Regions from separate parts of the Sus scrofa genome. Here region 2 is linked to region 1. Evidence: chromatin contacts called from public HiChIP or PLAC-seq data. All regions are on one chromosome and are shown on one strand. The core of a region is the stretch at or near the end of the contact, and the rest is flanking DNA. Distances in the headings are between cores, read along the strand shown.

Evidence for each region. HiChIP or PLAC-seq counts read pairs in DNA pulled down with a chosen protein or histone mark.
Region 2: an H3K27ac HiChIP or PLAC-seq map of alveolar macrophages shows a contact between it and region 1. The contact joins two enhancer-like sites. A contact is called at or near these places in 2 of 2 datasets of contacts at active chromatin or transcription factors (alveolar macrophages and skeletal muscle).

Annotation. Positions count from the first base shown.
Region 1 is chr3:9,442,141-9,445,051 of Sscrofa11.1, reverse strand. All of the region lies in intron 2 of CUX1 (protein CASP), which reads right to left. Among named protein-coding and RNA genes, the nearest start is that of CUX1, 130 kb to the right of the region's middle. Within about 2 kb of position 1,446, at least 10 of the 83 cell types and tissues checked have an H3K27ac peak or open chromatin away from gene starts, as enhancers often do. A contact at or near this core is called in alveolar macrophages, where this site is marked.
Region 2 is chr3:9,637,089-9,640,443 of Sscrofa11.1, reverse strand. All of the region lies in intron 14 of CUX1 (protein CASP), which reads right to left. Among named protein-coding and RNA genes, the nearest start is that of SH2B2, 32 kb to the left of the region's middle. Within about 2 kb of position 1,518, at least 7 of the 83 cell types and tissues checked have an H3K27ac peak or open chromatin away from gene starts, as enhancers often do. A contact at or near this core is called in alveolar macrophages, where this site is marked.

The DNA of each region.
Region 1 (2,911 bases), core at 197-2,696:
AAGGCTGGATGCAGAGAAAGCGGAGGACCGGCGCCCTGGCGGGGGAGCCCCGCGCAGCGCAGGGCGCCTCGGCTGCCGGGACCGCGAGCGTCCCATCCTGGGGCTGCCCGTCTGGCAGGGGACTAGCGAAGCACTGACTCAGCACAGAAGGCGGCGGCTGTCATCATCACGGCGGCCGTCCCTTGGGTCAGAAGAGAGGACGCGCCGAGGGCTCAGGGCCCGCCTGGGAAATGACCTGCCGCTTTCTCTGCAGTGTCATTTTCTGCTCTGGCGCCAGGTAGGGAGTGGTCGGATCTGTTCGTGTGAAAATTCTTGGGCTGTAAGATCTTGTTCTTGAAAGGCAGCATCAGTGCCCTGGGCGGCCCTCTTTTTATCACAATAAGAATCACGACCTCCACAGCCCGGCGACCGTGCTGGTCTCTGCTTTGTCAGCACGGCGCCGGCTGGAGGGCCCGCCGCTCAGCTGCCCTCGGAAGAGGCCCTGCTCCCTGCGCTCCCGCACCTGCCACCGGGCCTGCATCCACAGGTGCTCAAAACACAGTTCCTGGTGGAACAGATGAATGGGGAGGAAAGAAACCCAGGCCCGGTGCCGGGGGCAGTCTTACCCAAACTCACAGGCTCCTGAAGGGCCACCGGGTGTCAAGCTCAAGGTCTCTTTAACTTCGGGCTGTTTCTGAGTCACGGGTACATGGGTAAGACCGTAGAAGGGAGCCTTTTAACCCAATATTTGATTTATAATAGTATACTGATAAATTAATTACATGGTTTATCTAACTGCAATTCAAGATCTAATAACATCAATTTTCTATGCTTGGGCTTTTCATTAACTTGGGTTTTTGCCAAAGACTCAAACTTTTAAGCCTTCCCGTCTGTGGGTGCTGACTTGTGCTGGGGTGGGAGCCCCAAGGGCTTCGCATTCGAAGACCCTCTTCTGTCCGGGAGCTGTGACTGGCCTCCTTCACAGGGAGCCCAGAACCCCCTTCCCAGCCTCGGGGCTGGGGCATGTAAGTGTCTCCGGTGCCTGCTGGAACATCTTCTGAGCAGTACAAATGTTCCTCTGAGCTGACGTCTGCACAGCTTGTCCGGGAGTTCAGTTCCTTGCTGATGAACCAGGCACTCCCGGATTTATGGGAAAGGGCGGGTGGCTCCCCCGCGACTCGTGATCATTGGTCATTATCCCGCCCACAAGGGCGCCCAGCCAGCCAGTCAATGGACATTTACTGAGCACCTGTTATGTCCCAGGCACTGTGCATGGAATGACCACCGAGGGTCCCTGCTCTCTTGGGACCACTTTCAAGCATGGGTAGGCAAGAGAAACGGTGACCGTCACGGGACAATGACCTGAGGCTGGGATGCCCGTGGTGGGACTCCTGGGCGTGCTAAGAAGGAGGAACCACAGGGCCCAGACAGGCGAGGTCAGAGTAAGTCACCCAGGCCTCGAGGGAGTCGGCGCCCGCAGCCCGGGGAAGGCGCCAGAGGGCCCAAGCAGGCGGCGGTATGAGCTGCGCTGCCTTGTTAAGGGGAAGTGAAAAGGAGAAAAGGAAAAGAATATTCAGATTCTAGCCTCAGTACTGACGGCATGGAATAAAGCTTAATTTAAATAATTCTCTGAGCAGACTTGTGGTTGCCGGGGGGCGGGGAGAGCGAGGGAGTGGGACGGACTGGGAGTCTGGGGTTCATAGATGCAAACTCTTGCCTTTGGAATGGAGAAGCAATGAGATCCTGCTGTGTAGCACTGGGCACTATATCCAGTCACTTATGATGGAGTGTGACGGGGGATGATGTGAGAGAAAGAATGTATATATGCATGTGTGACCGGGTCGCTTTGCAGGACAGTAGAGAACTGACAGATCGCTGGAAACCAGCTATAATGGAAAAAAATAAAAATCACTTCAACATTAATAAGTAAATAAACAATTCTCTGTGATGTGAGTTCTGATTCCTTTTGCTTCTCCCAAACTGTGACAGGGCAGGACGGCTGTACAAAGAGGCACGTGAAATGTTTGCGCCTCTGGGATAATGAGATGCAGGAGGCCGGCCGGTGTAAATTTAGAGATTTTCAGTATGTGCGATTATGCCACCCTCCTAAATGCCAAAATGCTGCCACGTTCACACTCGTCCTCAGATCTTTAATGGGTGCTTGAGAAAGTGCGGGAAAGAGGAGGGAAGGCGGGGGCAGGGACCTCCAAAGACAGCCAGCTCTGCAACGCCTCAGGCCACCGCTTCCACAAGTTTTGGCTTTTAGGGCAAATTCCAAGCTCCTGCTTCTGGTCTGGGTTTTTAAGTAAAAACTGCTCTGCAAGCTTTGGATTCACAATCCCCCTCTCTCAAAGACAAATTTCTATTCTCTTTTATTCAGGGTATTTTAAAAAATACCACAGAGTTCCCATCATGGCTCAGGAGAAACGGATCTGACTAGTATCCAAGAGGATTCAGGTTCGATCTCTGACCTCGCTCAGTGGTTTAAGGATCTGGTGTTGCCGTGAGCTGTGGTGTAGGTCGCTGACGCGGCTCGGATCCCGTGTTGCTGTGGCTGTGGTGTAGGCCGGCAGCTGTAGCTCTGATTCAACCCCTAGCCTGGGAACCTCCATATGCCATGGGTGTGGCCCTAAAAAAAGAAAAAGAAAAAAAAATACTAAATTGGGAAAATTACCTATCATCCACTTGGGGAAAGTGAAAAAACAAAACAAAACAAAACAACAGCGCCTCCATCTCATATCACACGCACAAATCTGCTGTCAGATAAAAAAGTCAAACGAAAACCCAGAAATTCTCAATTACTAGAAGAGGATGTAGAAAAACTCTTTATGAGACAGACGACGGGTTTGGGAAAATACCTGCAATACACAAGAGAGGAAGAATTAACACCACACTCTCTGAGAACCAAAAGGACCAAAAAGACCAAGCAACC
Region 2 (3,355 bases), core at 269-2,768, 200 kb before region 1:
CGACCTATGCCACAGCCACAGCAATGCCAGATCTGAGCCGCGTCTTCTACCTACACCACAGCTCATGGCAACACCGGATCCTTAACCCACTGAGCGAGGCCAGGAATCGAACCTGTGACCTCATGGATACTAGTCGAGTTCATTAACCACTGAGCCACGACTGAAACTCCTGGTGCCGCTTCTTATCCCTCTCTGTTGGCTTATAAAATTCTCCTCCAGTGCAGTTCTTCTTTCCAGACCCCGTGCATCTCAGCCTCTTCTGGGATATGCAGCCAGATCTGTGCAGGTGAAACTAAGCTGCCCTGGGCTCTCCCACCTGACTTGCCAGCCTGCTCTCTTGTGGAGCTGTGTTTGACAGAAAGCATTTGCTGAGCATCTGTCTACTCTAGGTCTGGGGCTGAGCTCCTGACTAAGATTTGAGGTTCTACTGCTGTTTCTCCTGCCTCCCTCTTCTCTTTGTTGCTTTTTTGGCTGCCCTGTGGCACACAGAGTTCCCGGGCCAGGGATCAGATTGATCTGAGCCACAGCTGAGGCAACATCAGATCCTTCAACCCACTGTACCAGGCCAGGGATGGAACCCGAGTCCCAGAACTGCAGAGGTGCCACTGATCCTGCTGTGCCACAGTGGGAACTCCTCCCCCTTCCCTCTTTAGAGATGAATTTGCTTAAATGCTCGAGTGAGCCACCTCCACGATGACCAGCCGACCACCATGTGACAGATCACCGCGATAACCAGGACTCCCCACTGCCGGAACCCAAGGAGACCCAGTGGCCCCATGGAAATTCCTGCCTGTTGAATGCCGTGTAGGTGGCTGTCTCAATCACGGCCCATGGGAACATCATTTTCTCTGGGGCCCCACAGGACTGGCGTAGTTGCGTCTGGTTATGCCAGGGTGACAAGCATACATGTAAGGCCAGCGTGGGTGGAGCCCTCATGGTTCCTCAGCTGAAACAAGTGGCAGCAACAGACGATCATAGACAGGGGCTGAGGGAGGAGCTTCATCTCACACTGGGCACTGCCCCATCTGCCAGCTTCCCCTGGAACGTCTGATGGGGCCCAATAAACTCCCAGGTTCTGAACACACTGGAAGTTTTTTTTTGTGTGTGTGTCTTAGGGCCACTCTCGAGACATAAGGACCTTCCCAGGCTAGGGGTCAAATTGGAGCTACGGCTGCTGGCTTATGCCATAGCCACAGCCATACCAGATTCAAGCCGCGTCTGCGACCTATTCCACAGCTCACGGCAACGCCAGATCCTTAACCCGCTGATCCAGACCAGGGATCGAACCCTCAACCTTACGGTCCCTAGTCGGATTCGTTTCCGCTGTGTGGAAAATTCTTAAATATTAGACGGGGTGCAAAAGAAAACGTTCCTTGCTGATGAAGGTGACGTTAGCTGATCTGGCTTCATGGGAGAGCCAGAGACCTGCTGCCTGAGCCTCAGCCCCAGGCAGCTTTATCCCTCATGGCAGCACTGGCCCGAGGCCGGCCTCCCCACGCGTGGGCGGGCTCCCGAGAAGACAAAGGAAGTACATGAGCTGAGCACAACCAGCTTATTCATCCTGAATCAGCCCATCGGATAAGAACAGAGGCAACGCGAGGCCAGCAGTTACAATGATGGAGCTCCTTCTACACAGAAGGAGGCTTCAAGAGCAGGATCGAGTGTGGCCAGGGGGAGTGGAGGGGAGTTTGGGCAGAGGTCCGCCAGAGCCGCTCCTTTGCCAGGTGCTCTGCAATCTTGATGGCACTTTCTAGACACAGAGGTGATTTGAATGTGCGCTTTCAAGTCTTCTGCAAGTCGTGGCCATTTTAATGCAAGGATCGTAACTCTGGGCGGGGGCGCAGGACGCTGCAGATTGCTGCGTGTCTGGGTGTAGGTGCAGCCAGTTACACAAAACATCTCCAAAGCCATTTTCCCTGGCCCTGCTGGGGCCACTCGTGTTTCCAGATCCCCCTTCGGCCCTCAGGCGAGCAGCAATTCATTCATTTTCCACAATTCAAGCCAAAGATTTTACCCCAGTCCTTTGTTCTATGAGAGCACCAGGCCCTTCCCTGCTTATGGTAAGTTATTTAACCCCTCTGGGCTTTATGTTTTTCATCTGTAAAATGCAGGTAAAACTGCCTCTCTTAGATGGTTGTGGGGGTCCGGTTAAAACACGGAGCTGTACAGAGTTCCCATTGTGGGGCAGCGGAAACCAATCTGACTAGGAACCATGAGGTGGCGGGTTCGATCCCCAGCCTCGCTCAGTGGGTTAAGGATCCGGTGTTGCCGTGAGCTGAGGTGTAGGTGGCAGATGCGGCTTGGATCCTGCGTTGCTGAGGCTGTGGCGTAGGCTGGGGGCTACAGCTCCGATTCGACCCCTCGCCTGGGAGCCTCCATATGCCGCAGGTGCGGGCCTAGAAAAGGCAAAATAAACAAATAAATAAACAAACAAACCACGGAGCTGTAGAGTCCAAGGTGATGCTCAGCAACGCTTCATTAACTCACACCTTTCCCCAAAGAAAGGGGCCTGCACTACTTTAAGTATGAGACTAATCGGACTACTTGGAAAACAATACTGTAAAAGATCCTGAAAAGCACCCAAAAAAAAAAAAAAGAAAAAAAAAAAAAAAGAAATCACGCCGACATCCATGGTCACCAGCTATGGAACCACGATGGCATCGTGGAGAGGCGCTTTTCTGTGTGCTCACAGCAGATGTGCGCCAACTCTAACTGCGTGACTCTGCACGTCTACATCCGATAACATGTAAAAAGCCAACTACCTGACCCACCGCCACGTCCTCCGTCCCCAGCATGCCCAGGCCAAGTGCCTGGCCGGTCGCCCTGTAAGCGGTGGGCAGCCAGGCTCTACAGGGCGCGTCGGCCTTTCCCCTGGGCTGCGGGCACGCGCCCCGGGAGCTGGGATTTTGCTGCGCTGAGCGCAGAGCCGTACCTGTAATTGTGGAACCAGTTGATGACGGTGCTGGTTTTCAAGTTGAGCTGGGTGGCGAGTTCTTCGATGGTTTTTGGTGACGGGTATGGCTTTTGCTGATAGGCTCGTTTCAGAGCTTCTTTCTCTTCAGGGGCCAGCACGACTCGGGGTTTCTTCAGCTGGTGCTGGGGCTGGGGGCTGGCGCCCTGGCTGTAGTCGATGCCAGCGGAGGGGGGCTCGCAGGGCTGGCTGTCGCTGACCGAGCTGTGCCGCCGCTTCATGTAGGCTGGGGGAGGGAGAGAGGTCAGACTGAGATGCAGGCCCCGAGGGAGAGCTGCCCAGGCCCCCAGCCCCCCTGCCACGCGGTACACTCCCCTCGTGCTCTGTGCCATCTGTGTAGACTGTGGCTGTCCCGCCCTGCTCTTCCAAGAGCAACTCCAGACT